2 separate regions of the Pan troglodytes genome follow, and region 2 is linked to region 1. Evidence: chromatin contacts called from public HiChIP or PLAC-seq data. All regions are on one chromosome and are shown on one strand. The core of a region is the stretch at or near the end of the contact, and the rest is flanking DNA. Distances in the headings are between cores, read along the strand shown.

Region 1 (6,687 bases), core at 1,714-4,213:
TGGGATGGGTGAGGGGGCAGGAAGACCCTTACCAGAAGCAGAGGGCAGGGCAGGCTCTCCGCACTCCTGCCTGGGAGGACCTGGGCCTTGCCCCGAAGCCATTTTTCAGGTCTCAGTGGAGGACGGGATCAGCCTGCGGGGAAGGGCGAGAAAAAGCAGAGATGGGGGTGAGCACAGACCTGTGACTGGGGACCCCATACAGGTTGCCATGTCCACATAGGAGAGAGGATCCCCCATTCCCAGAAAGGCCCTTAGTCCTCTGGGACTTGGGCCAGGCCGGTCTCAAACTCCTGACCTCGTGAGTCTGCCTCGGCCATCCACAGTGCTGGGATTACAGGTGTGAGCCACCGTGCCTGGCCTCCTCTGGGACTTTTTATTCTTACTCCAGCATGGGTCCCAGTGAAGTCTGCTGGGAGGAAACAACTTACTGAACACTCCCTCTTCGAGGGAGACAGGGTAAGAAGGTGAGGCAGCCAAGGGCAGACTGAGGTATCTGCACCATCGAGGAGGGTGTGGCTGCAGCAGTGCCCGCTGGCTCTCAAGTTCATGCCACTCCTGGGGCAAGAGCCTGGGGGGTTTTTAGCTTTTAGCTGTTCCTGGGGCCTCCTGCAGCCCACCCAGCACATGCTTATTGCAAGCGAGCCACTGCCCAGCCAATGGCCCATGAAGGCTGCCCTCAGAGGCCCTACTTCCCTCTGGCTGGCCAGAACACACCTGTTTTTTAACTCTGGGCTGTTAGCCGCAAACATTTCCTGAGAGCCTAAGATATACTCTCCCACTTAGGAGCACTCTGTGGGTGGTGAACACTGGAAACTCACATGAACCCAGCAGGGTGAGCGCCATCATACCCACTTTACAGGCAGGAAAAGTGAGGCACAAAGAGTTGAGTGCCCGAGGTCACATCGTTAGTCACGGAAAGTCAGGTTGTTTGTCTGAATCTCTGTGAGTCCATGTACTCAACACGCATGCAAGATTTCTTTTCCAGTTTGTGGACCTCAGAGTGTGTTCTTTCTCAGGACAACTTTCCCTATTTACCTCCTGTCTGTGCCTTCCCCACTCCTGCCTTGCAGTGACTGGAGGGAGCCCTCAGGATCAGGGCCTTCTTTGAAGCCCCATAACCTGCCTCATACTCCCACCACACACCTGGTCTTCTGTCCCCAGCCCCAATTTTCCTCTTTGCCTGGGCCTGACCGCAGCCCCAACCTGCTGTGACCCCTCATCAGGGCGAGTGTTTCCTGGATGTCAGCTGTTTCACTTTCAGTTTGCACCCCTCCCAGAGCCCCATTTCCCCAGGCAGCCTCCAGCCCTCAGAAGGAGAGCGCCCTCCTCTTATCCCAGAGGGAGGGGGTGTGCAGCCCCACCCTGGGCCAAGCACACAGCCCCACCCCCACTGCCCAGGGCCTGGGGACCTTCGCCCACCCTCCTTCCGCTAGGCCTGGGAGTGTTTTCGAAAGTGCCCCAAGAGCTCTCAAGAAGGGGTGGAGGAGGGCTGGACCACCTGTGCCCTCACCCAGCTCCCCACTCCTCCTCGCTCTGCCGGACAGGGACACGGCGAAGGCAGACCCTCCTCTCCTCCACCTCTAGGGGCAAGGCCTTGTTAAAACAGAACTTTGCAGCCGGACATAGTGGCCCACGAGGTCAGGAGTTCAAGACCAGCCTGGCCAACATAATGAAACCCCATCTCTACTAAAACTACAAAAATTAGCTGGGCATGGTGGCATGCGCCTGTAGTCCCAGCTACTTGGGAGGCTGAGGCAGGAGAATCGCTTGAACCTTGGAGGCGGAGGTTGCGGTCAGCCGAGATCGCGCCACTGCACTCCAGCCTGGGCAACAGAGCGAGACTCCATTTCAAAAAACAAAAAAAAAGAGCTTTGCTTGCCTCCCACCCCCCGTAGCTCCTTAAATAAGATGGCCTTCCTTCTTCCCCAGTCTCCAGGACCCGGCACCCCCAGGACAGTAGGGCTGGAGGATGCTGACTGCACCTCCATCTCCCTCTACCAACACCCCAGGCTTCCGAGGGGAGCAGGTAGAGCCTCAGAACACCCCCCAAGGCCAGCAACCTATGCTGACTCAGGCCTAGCTCTGCCTCCCCCATCCAAGTGGCCTAAATTCCCGGTGAGGGGAGCCACCCCCAACTTCCTGGGCTTGCTGGGCCCCGATGAATGTTCCCCAAGGATACATGCCTGGCCAGGCCCTGGACCCAGTCTAGGGATGTTGGGCAGCAGCAAGCGCTGAGAAAGTTCTCTCTCTGCCCTTGACCTTGGCTCTGACCTCCACTCCCATCTCCCAGACTGTTAAAGGACCCAGTTCTTACAGTTCTCCGACATCCAGGGCTGGGCCAAGAGGGGAAGCTGTGAGGGGCAGCCAGAGGCAGGCATGGCAGGATCAGGTCCCCAGCCGGGGCGGCAGACCTGCCCAGGGAAGCCTTGAGCTTCCCCTTCCCCACCCGGCTCCCGGCAGGCTCCCTGCCCCACCCTGGGGCTGGGGCTGCTGAGATCTGGGAGGATGGACAGGACCCTTCCAGCTTACCTGCCGGGATCCTGGCCCAACCCAGGTGGCTCAGCAGGGTGGAGATGGAGGTCCCGAGGGGCTGGCGGCTGCTGCTCCCAGGGGCTGAGTGGGAGCCCAGTTTCCAGGAATGGGCGTCAGTGCATTCCCGGCATCTGGATGTAGCCTTTACTTGTCCCTGTGCAGCCCGAGGGACCCGCGAGACTCCAGTGATCATAGAGGTGCCAGCGGCACCCGGCTCCAATCAGCTCCCTCTAGAGGAAGTTGCTCTGTGGCCACCGGATGCAGACGCACAGGCCGACAGCCTGTAGGGGTGATCTGGGTGGGCCAGGCCCAGGAGCATGTCCCGCCCACTTTCCCCACCCCACCTCCCAGGCAGGCAGAGCGGCTGTCAGTGGCCCACTGCTTTTCCCATCCCTGATTCTCAATCCTTGTCTTTGATCTTCTCCCCCACCTCTACATCAATCAATACCAATAAAAAACCCAGGGTGAGAAGTTTCTTAAGCACTGCTGCATGCCTGGCACTTTAGCAACTATTTGTCTCATTGGATCTTCTCAACAACTCTTGTAAGTGAGTGCTGTTGACAATACCCATTCAGATGAACAGAGGCTCAGCTGGGTTAATCATCAGTTCTGGGCCAGGCGCGGTGGCTCACGCCTATAATCCCAGCACCTTGGGAGGCTGAGGCGGGCAGATCATGAGGTCAAGAGATCAAGACCATTCTGGCTAACATGGTGAAACCCCGTCTTTACTAAAAATACAAAAAATTAGCTGGGTGTGGTGGCGGGCGCCTGTAATCCCAGCTAGCTGGAAGGCTGAGGCAGGAGAATCCCTTAAACCTGGGAGGTGGAGGTTGCAGTAAGCCAGGATTGTGCCATTGCACTCCAGCCCGGGTGACAATGCAAGACTCCATCTCAAAAAAAATAAATAGTAATAATCAGTTCTGTAGTCGCATTGGGGAATACTAATACTAAATTGAGATTCAACCTGCAATTCAGACCTGTGCACCATGCACCTTGGTGGTCTCTAGATGTTTGAAATCCTGAAGGTGATAGTCAAGTAAACGGAGATTAAAACTCAATAGAGGCTGGGCCCAGTGGCTCACGCCTGTAATCCCAACACTTTGGAAGGCTGAGGTGGGAGGATTGCTTGAGCCCAGGAGTTCAAGACCAGCCTGGGCAACAAAGTGAGACCATGTCTCTACAAAAAAAAATTAGAAATTAGCTGGGTATGGTAGTGCACACCTGTGCATTTGGTGGTCCCAGCTACCTAGGAGGCTGAGGCAGGAGGATCACCTGAGCACAGGAAGTCGAGGCCGCAGTGAGCCATGTTTGCACCACTGCATTCCACCCTGGGCAACAGAGCAAGACCTTGTCTCAACAACAACAAAAAAGGCAGCCAGCTGCAGTGTGTCACGCCTAGAATCCCATCCCAGCCATTTGGGAGGCCAAGGCAAGAGGATAGCTTGAGGCCAGGTGCAGGAGTTCCAGGCCAGCCTGGGCAACAGCAATACCCTGCTTATACGAAAAAAAAAAAAAAAAAAAAAATTAGCAAGGCATGGTGTTGTATGCCTGTGGTCTTAGCTACTGGGGAGGCTGAGGTGGGAGGATTGCTTGAGCCCAGGAGGTCGAGGCTGCAGTAAGCTATGATTGCACCAGGGCAACAGAGGGAGAGTCTGTCTCTAAAAAAAAAAAGGCCGGGCACGGTGGCTCACGCCTGTAATCCCATCCCAGCACTTTGGGAGCCTGAGGCAGGCAGATCACCTGAGGTCAGGAGTTCAAGACCAGCTTGCCTAAGATGGCAAAACCCCGTCTCTTTTAAAAATACAAAAAAGGGAGGCCGAGGCAGGTGGATCACCTGAGGTCAGGAGATTGAGACCATCCTGGCTAACATGGTGAAACCCCGTCTCTACTAAAAATACAAAAAAATTAGCCGGGCATCGTGGCGGGCGCCTGTAGTCCCAGCTACATGGGAGGCTGAGGCAGGAGAATGGCATGAACTCAGGAGGTGGAGCTTGCAGTGAGCTGAGATCACGCCACTGCACTCCAGCCTGGGTGACAGAATGAGACTCCGTCTCAAAAAAAAAAAAAATTGGTCGGGCACGGTGGCTCATGCCTGTAATCCCAGCACTTTGGGAGGCCGAGACTGGCTGATCACCTGAGGTTGGAAGTTCGAGACCAGCCTGACCAACGTGGAGAAACTCCACCCCTATTAAAAATACAAAATTAGCCAGGCGTGGTGGCGCATGCCTGTAATCCCAGCTACTCTGGAGGCTGAGGCAGGAGAATCGCTTGAACCCGGAAGGCGAAGTTGTGGTAAGCTGCGATTGCGCCATTGCACTCCAGCCTGGTCAACAAGAGCGAAACTCCATCTCAAAAACTAATAATAATAATAATAAATAAATAAAATAAAGCCGGTTGTGGTGGCGTGCGCCTATAATCCCAGCTACTCGGGAGGTTGAGGCAGGAGAATTGCTTGAACCCGGGAGGCGGAGGTTGCAGTGAGCTGAGATTGTACCACTGCACTCCAGCCTGGGTGACAAGAGTGAAACCCCATCTCAAAAAAATAAAATAAAAATAGGGCCGGGCGCAGTGGCTCATGCCTGTAATCCCAGCACTTTGGGAAGCCAAGGTAGGTGGATCACAAGGTCAAGAAGTCGAGACCATCCTGGCCAACATGGTGAAACCCTGTCTCTACTAAAAATACAAAAATTAGCCAGGCATGGTGGCGGGTACCCGTAGTCCCAGCTACTCAGGAGGCTGAGGCAGGAGAATCGCTTGAAGCCGGGAGGCGGAGGTTGCAGTGAGCCGAGATTGTGCCACTGCACTCCTGCCTGGCGACAGAGCTAGACTCCGTCTCAAGAAATTAAAAATAAAAATAAAAACAAGGCCAGGCCCGGTGGCTCTCGCCTGTAATCCCAGCACTTTGGGAGGCCGAGGCGGGTGGATCACGAGGTCAGGAGATCGAGACCATCCTGGCTAACACGGTGAAACCCCGTCTCTACTAAAAACACAAAAAATTAGCTGGGCGCCGTGGCAAGCGCCTATAGTCCCAGCTGCTTGGGAGGCTGAGGCAGGAGAATGGCGTGAACCCAGGAGGCAGAACTTGCAGTGAGCCGAGATAGCCCACTGCACTCCAGCCTGGGCGACAGAGTGAGACTCCGTCTCAAAAAAATAAATAAATAAAAATAAAAACAAATAAATAAATAGACTTAGTGGGGTCTGTGCTACCACCTGGACACAAAACCTGGATGCTAAGAGGGAAGACAGATACTGTCTGGCTGCTGGGAATGTTCTTGAGGACAGAACAAACCCAGGAAGGACAGAGGTGTGTGCAGTCCTCAATAGCCCCTGCCCTCAGGGTTCAGTTCCCTCCCTGCCTCTCCCTGTTTGCTCCCTGCCAAGCTTCCTGGGGCTCTCACATCTTTTCCTCCAAGTCTCCACCCCCTTTCCCCCAAAACTCCTGCCTGCCCCCCACACCTCCTTCCCTGCTTCATCAAACCCCTGCCCCCTCTACCTCCAACTAATCTTCCCCAACCTCCCATCCTCCCCAGTCTTTGCTTCCCAGAATTCTGGGAAGTTTCCAACTGGAGGTTTTAATTTGAAAACTCCTCCTTTTCTTAAGCAGTTGGTACTGGGGTGGCTGCTACAGGATCTGAATTGGGGACCTTCTCAGGATGGAGGCCCCAGCTCCGAAGCCCTGATCATGAATTTCGGGCTGCTCCTCCATGTTCCGCCACCAGGGTGCCATTTCCCTGATGATGAGCCGAGAGGGACATGTGGGGAGGAGGGGGCCGGGACCATCTGCCTTGCCGCCCCACCCCTTCTCTGTGGCCGTACCCAGGGGCTTCTCAAAACGGTCACAGCAGCCTCCCTTAAAGCTGGGCATGGGGCGTATGGTGACCTACACCTGCAAGAGCAAGAAGGCCTGGCGGAGAGGTGAAGTCAGTTCTGCCCATAGCAAGCCAGGAGGTGTCGGGCAACCTGCCTGAGAAGGAGGGGAAGGAGCCAGCAGGGGCGCCTCCGGAAAAACAGGGGCCTCAGACAGGTGAGGGGCTGGAATTGGGGGGTACCCAGGTGGGCAAGGCCTGGGACAGAGGTACTGAGAAGAGGCCTGGACGTGAGATGGGGGAAGGGCATGGGCCTGAGATGGGGGACCCATGCTGGGGAGGGTCTGGG
Region 2 (6,144 bases), core at 126-2,625, 210 kb after region 1:
CTACAAGCAATGATAAGGGCCTCCAGTTGCGATCAGTTTAACCTGTCTGGCAAGCAAGGCTGGTAGATTCTCCTGTTGACAAAGCGGCGGCCCTGTGATTCAAAGAAGTGGAGAGTGGACTTTTTGGTGCTACAAATCTGGGACCCCCAACCAGATCCTATCTGTGGGCCACTGAAATCTGGAATGCCTTCAAACAGGCACTAAATGTGTAAGCCAGAGGTCAAAAGGGAAGAACCCAAACGGATGGGGTGAATCTGTTAGAGGAGGGTGTGGCTTCCTCTCCAGGGAGAAAACCAGAGGTTGGAGGAGCAGTGACTACAGCTTGTGATTGAAAGGGAGACGTTAGAAGGGAGGGCTGGGGCAGAAAAGGAGAACAGGAGAAAGTGAAGGCAGAAATTATTGCAGATGCAGGAGCCTTGGCCCTCTCTTCCCACAGCTGGAAGAAGGCGGGCCTGGAAATGAGAAGACGGTCAGAGGCAGCTGACAAGGCCGGAAGTGCGCGGCCTGGCGCCGACAGGAACGGGGGATCCTCCGGCGGACACACGCGCGCCCAGGGCCCTCCCCTGCGCCGGCCCAGGACGTACTGTTGTCCTCCGCCTCCTGCGGCGCTGAGGGCTTGCCCATCTTCACCCAAAGGATGCCCAGGAAGACGAGCAGTAGCCCTAGGCTGGCCCAGAGCAGAAGCCGAGAGAGCCAGCGCTCCAGCCGGCGCCCCACCTCAGGTCGGGCCCGCGCCGCGCCAGCAGGGCCCGCTCGAGTCGCCCGCAGGCCCGGGCGCGGGTCGGGACCGAGGAGGGAGGAAGGCAGCCGCGCCGGGGCGGGAGACGCTGCCCACCAGCGGCGGGCCGCGAGACCCGGGCCCTGCGTGGCCCTGTCGGGCGTCCGGGCGTCCTCGTCCTCCTCGGAGCTGCCCCGGACCGAGGCGCGGCGCCTGAGTTGCGCCGGGCGGGCAGGATAGGCGAGGCCGCGGCTCCCTACCCAGGAAGCCGCGGAGGGCCGGATATCACCGTAGGCCCCAGGGGTCGCATAGGCCGAGCCCGAGGTCGGCTGGGAGAGCCAGGGCTCCGCCCGCGGAGAGGCCGCGGCGGGCCGGGCGCGCAGCGGCGCATCCTCGCGTAGCCGGGCCTCTTCCCGTAACCGCTCCTCGCCCCGCGGCCGGGCCTCCTCCCGCAGCCGCTCCTCGTCGCGCAGCCGGGCCTCGCCCCGCAGGCGGCGCAGCTTGTTGCGGTAGACATCCCGGGTGGTGTCGGTGATGGGTCCTGGCTGGAAGCCCAGGGCCTGCAGCTCCCGCCGCAGTTCCAGGTCCGACAGGCCGGCCATGGCCAGGACGCCGCCCCCCGCCCGCCCCTGGCGCGCACCGCACCCGGAACTGCTCCCTCCCGCAGGCGCGGCGGAGCGGGCGGGGCCACGCGCCATGATGGGAAGGTCGGTCGCCATGTTGGGAAGGTCTGCACTTGGCCTTTGGTCGGCCATGATGAGGCGGTCTGACGTGGCTCTTAGAGCCGCCATGGTGGGAAGGTCCAAGGGGGATTAAATTTTTTGTTTTGTTTTGTTTTGTTTTTCTCTCTCTCTCCGCTCTCCCACTTCCCTTTGTTTGTTAGATCAAGCAGTATTAATCTCTGAGTCCTCCAACCCTAGCTCTGCCTCTGGCAGGTGGTAAGCGTTCAGTAAAGTCAGCGTTGATTTAATAGATGAATTGGTTAATGGTGAACGAAGCCACTGCCACGAATGGAGAGACAGGATGATTTGCCTCTCTGGGCTTGGAGACTGATGTGTGATCCGGTTTTATTTGGGCCTTAGAGTACACTCCAGGCATGCTCCAAGACCCTGTCCCGACTTCGGGCTTGTTAACTGGGCAACACTGAGCACCAAGTAGGTGCGATCCCTGCCTTAGGACAGACACTGGCCCCCAAGGAGCGCCAGCCTGGAGGAGACGCAGCATCCATGGTGGAGGCAGAGGAGCAAAATGCCCTTGGGTTCCAGTGGGCAGTTGAGGCTTCTCTGCGGAGGGCCTGTGTCTGCGTAATGGGATTTTTACAAGGAGACATGGGAGAGAGAAGACTCCAGAGATACACGGTCTTGCAGCCTCACTGGTGGTTTAGGTTGTGGGCTTTGGAGCCAGACAGTTCGATTTCAAATCCCTACTCACAACTATTAGATGTGTGATCATATTCAATTAACATTGTTAGCCTATTTGCCAGTAAACCTCAATAGAATTGCTGTGAGGATTAGAAGAGGTAGTTTGGCTAAGGTGCTTGGGACAGTGCCTGGCACACGTTCATGCGTGTTTATACTTAACCCACATCTTTGCAGTGTCAGTGCTGTGTAGAGCCTCCCACAGGGCAGGTGATTTGGTTACATGAAGGCTCTTAGCAGGAAACCCCTAAGGGAAGCAAGGGAATGTGGCAACTGGAAATAGAACCAGTTTATAATCTTCCTTCCACATCCCTCAACTCCCATTCCCAAACATTTATTGCCGGCCCAATAGGTTCCATCCATTTCTACCCCTGCCATTCCATTCTCCCCTTCCCCCCAGGCCCCTCCTCCCTGGAACTGCCCCGTATCTGTCCCAGCAGCCCCCTTGCCCATTCCCCACTTTATTCCCTTCCCTCCCTGACACCCTGGGCAATGCTATGCTCCTCTGTCTGGGTTTTGCATTCCTGCCACTTGCTCCACCTCAGGGGTATTCAACACTGGCCACAATTGCTGGGAAAATGACAGCCTCGGCTTGGTCAGCTTCCACTGTTAGCCTCCCCATCTCCCCTGACTTAGCTGCTCCCATGTGGTGTGATTTCTCTCACCAAGTGTTGTTTTCCTTTTCCCTGCCTGTGTTTGCACGGAATGCCATGAATTTGATATAGTGATTGCCTAACACATATACCACATAATAGTATTTTATTTCTTTCTGAAGCACTGTTTGCATGACAAATGAGTTGGTAACATTTGTGCAACTCCTTGCAGCTGTGCGGTTCAATATGTAAAGAATGAGCCTTTCGGCATCAGTACTGGCCCCATGTATTCTAAGAGGGCTTGAAACTAATGCTTAAACAAAGTTATCGTTACAGCATTTCACAGAGTTATGGTCTGTTTTATAACAATGGATCTCAGGGCGATTTAAAAATATGGACTGAACTGGAGCCACCCCCAGTGGTGGCACGCAATGTGGGCTTTGTCAGCTTCCTTGTGTTTGGGGACACTGCTGCCGCTCCACGCACGTAGGGTCAAGTGGCCCACAGCCCCTCCCCCAGAACCCTGTTGTCTTCCCTGTGGTGTAGAACCCACTGTGCTTGGAGTTGTGGCCTTTGGCCACCCATGGTCAGCCCTTCTACCTCCATGGTGGCTTCTGGCTGTGGATGGCCTTGTCTTGCAGGATCTTACAGGCAGGCCTTTAGGTGTGCACCAAGGGGCACCCAGTGACCACTTAACTGCGAATTTGCTGATCAATGCTCCCCTTCCCCACCCCCTCTGAGAAGGAACCTCACAAGTTAGTCAGGCGTTCCTCCCAGTTTTGGGGCCTTTCCATTTCATCCTGAATTCCCAGCTCCAGTCACGTTCCTGCCCAGATTTATAGCCCCTCTTTGGTTTAGTGAAGTTGGCGTGTTGCTTTTTGCTTTCCTCCACACAACCATCCACATGCTGCCCTCCACTTGGAAGGGCTCGACCTCAGCTCTTCTTTGCCACTGCTGCCCCTTCGGGAGCTACCCACGAAACCCGCCAGGGCTTCTGGCAGCCAGCCTTTCTGTGCCTTCAGCCTGGCTCTCCTGCTGGGCCTGTCCGTGGCAGGAAGGCTTATTGTAAAGAAAAGGGCAATATTGCAAAGTCAGAGGCTGCTCTGCATGCCCTCCTTTCTCATCACTTTGCTGTGGGTTTTTTTTTTAAGGTGAGCAGCAGCTCAGGCTGTGGTCAGTCTTCCTGATGTATTAAAGGCTGAAGAGGAAAAACAAGCTCCAATATCTAAATCTACTTAGTAACCACATGCACACATTTAGCAGAGGTGAAGGGCTGCTCTGAGCACGCTCTGGATTCCCGGGGGGCTGCCATACTCCCTTCCGTCCCGTTGACCTCTCTCTGTCTTGGCAGAGCCTTATAATAATCACAGCCATAAATCTTTTAGTGGGTTCCATTCTCCTCGTCCTCCTGCAAAAAGCCCTGCACACATTTATCAGGTCCTCAAAGATACTCAGGGACCACGGACTCGTCCTTGATCCACCTCATGGAGGGCCTCACGTATTATTGCCTCAGCTATTCAGGGCTTCCTTCAAACTACATCATAGGTGGCATTACAGTGGGGGCAGGGCACCGGGAGATTGTGGTTGAAAAGTGGGGGCCATTTGGGGCTCAGATTTTGACTGGAATGACCCAGGAACACCCAGCTTCTCACTGCTCCATCTCAGTGCCTTATGGAAGAGGAGGGCACTCTTTTCCTCTCTCTAGGTCTGAGAGTGCATCAGCTAAGGGGGAAAATGGAGTCACAGAGAAATGCCAGAATGGTATTTCATAATCTGTTGAAAATTAAACAAATCTCTCACTCTTTTGACTGCTCTCACACTTCGATATCCATGAGTAAGGGTTCCTTCAAAGGCATGGAATATATTACCAAATGTCAATAACAAATTGTGTATGAAGAAAAATGTAATGCTTTGAGAATATTTTCTTTTGGGCTTTGTCCATGATTAGATTACACTAAATTACAGCATACAGATACCAGGCAATTACTCTTTGCTTTTAACTATTCAATTTCATGGCAAATCCACATAGCTCAGTAATGCTAAAATCACACCGATGTGGTTACCAAGAAAATACCTCATCATCTCCATTTTGTGAAGCTAGGTTCAAGTTGCACTGTAATGACCTGTAGTCCTGTTAAGTGTAAAGTACATTCCAGATGAACACGGGGTAATCCGTACCTCTCTGTAATTGCCAGATATCTGGAAAGATTCTTGCAGATGTTGCTGGATAAGCCTGGGTGAGGTGTGAAGAGGAATGGCATCTTTGCTCTCCTGGTTACTCTGGCTACCCTCCCTGTCTCTGATCCTGGTTGGTCTCTGGTCCTACTCATTCTATTGCTTTAACCAGGAGCATGTCTCCTTTTCTTCTGTTTTGTGAAAACATAGTCATTTTCTCTTCACTCAGCTCACAGAATCCTCCCCAACCTCCTCCCAATTTTAATTTCTTCCAAAGCTGTGGATATCCCATAAGCAATCAAGTCGGCTGTCCTGGAAACTGGAGGAGCTTGTTGGTGAAAAAAGAATTATTTGAGCCGATTGTGAGAAATCGAACAGTGGCAGGAGGAGGAAAACGAGAGAAGAAAGGAGCCGACACATCTAAACAAGCAGCCAGGGCACTGTGCATACAGATGTAGGTGGTAGCTGGGTCCCTGTTGCGGCTCGTTACTGAGAAGCACATCAGAAGCCGCGGGGTGAGGGTTGGGGCTGCCGGGCGGCAGCGCTGAGCTTTGAATGGGGTTTTTCTGCAGAACGGACAGCACCCTCTCCCTTCCCCAGTGCTGTAGTTGCTGAAACAATTCCCACCTAAACAGTGCAGACCTCCTGGGCAGAGTCTCCTGGGGGCCCCATGTCCCTCCATGGTGGGTGTCTATTTCAGCGAGAGGCTCTTCAACACCCAGAATCTCAGGGAAAATTCCCCAGCCAGTGCTGGGCACCCCCTCACCAGAATTGGGCACCCCCTCTGGTGATAGGGGAAGGCGGTCTCCCTACAGGGGCAGATTCCAGCACAGGGTGAGGGAAGGACACAAAATGCATTTTCTACGGGGAAAGAGACCACAATGAGCATCTCGTTTCTCTGCTTCTTGGAGTGTGTTACAGAAAATGGGGTGAACTGGCGTGGTGGAGCTCGGAAGGGCAAGGAAGAGCCTTGGATACAGATCTTCCCAGCAGCAGGCTTTATAGATTTCTGTGTCTCCCCCGCTGCCCCCCGCATGCCCTTCTGCTGCAGCCCTCTCTCTCTATTACCGGGCATCTTGGCAGCATTTCCCGGGAACCTACACCTGCTCTGGGGCTCATCGGTATATGTGCTGGAAATGCGTGTGAATGTTCAGCGTGGCGGGGGTGGGAGCCCATGGATGGTTTGAGTGTTTCTCAGGAGAATTCAGAGTGCCTCAAATGAGGGTGCCTTGTTCAGCAG

The links. HiChIP or PLAC-seq counts read pairs in DNA pulled down with a chosen protein or histone mark.
Region 2: a contact with region 1 is called in an H3K4me3 HiChIP or PLAC-seq map of stem cell-derived excitatory neurons, with 5 times the contacts expected there. The contact joins the promoter of LEMD2 here to the promoter of BAK1 in region 1.

Annotation. Positions count from the first base shown.
Region 1 is chr5:39,459,114-39,465,800 of NHGRI_mPanTro3-v2.0_pri, forward strand. BAK1 (BCL2 antagonist/killer 1) reads right to left here and starts at 2,964. Exons shown (of 6, transcript XM_518407.8): 1 at 2,530-2,964; 2 at 33-133. The coding sequence starts at 102.
Region 2 is chr5:39,668,185-39,674,328 of NHGRI_mPanTro3-v2.0_pri, forward strand. It overlaps LEMD2 (LEM domain nuclear envelope protein 2), which reads right to left and starts at 1,376. Exons shown (of 9, transcript XM_001171510.7): 1 at 585-1,376. The coding sequence starts at 1,320.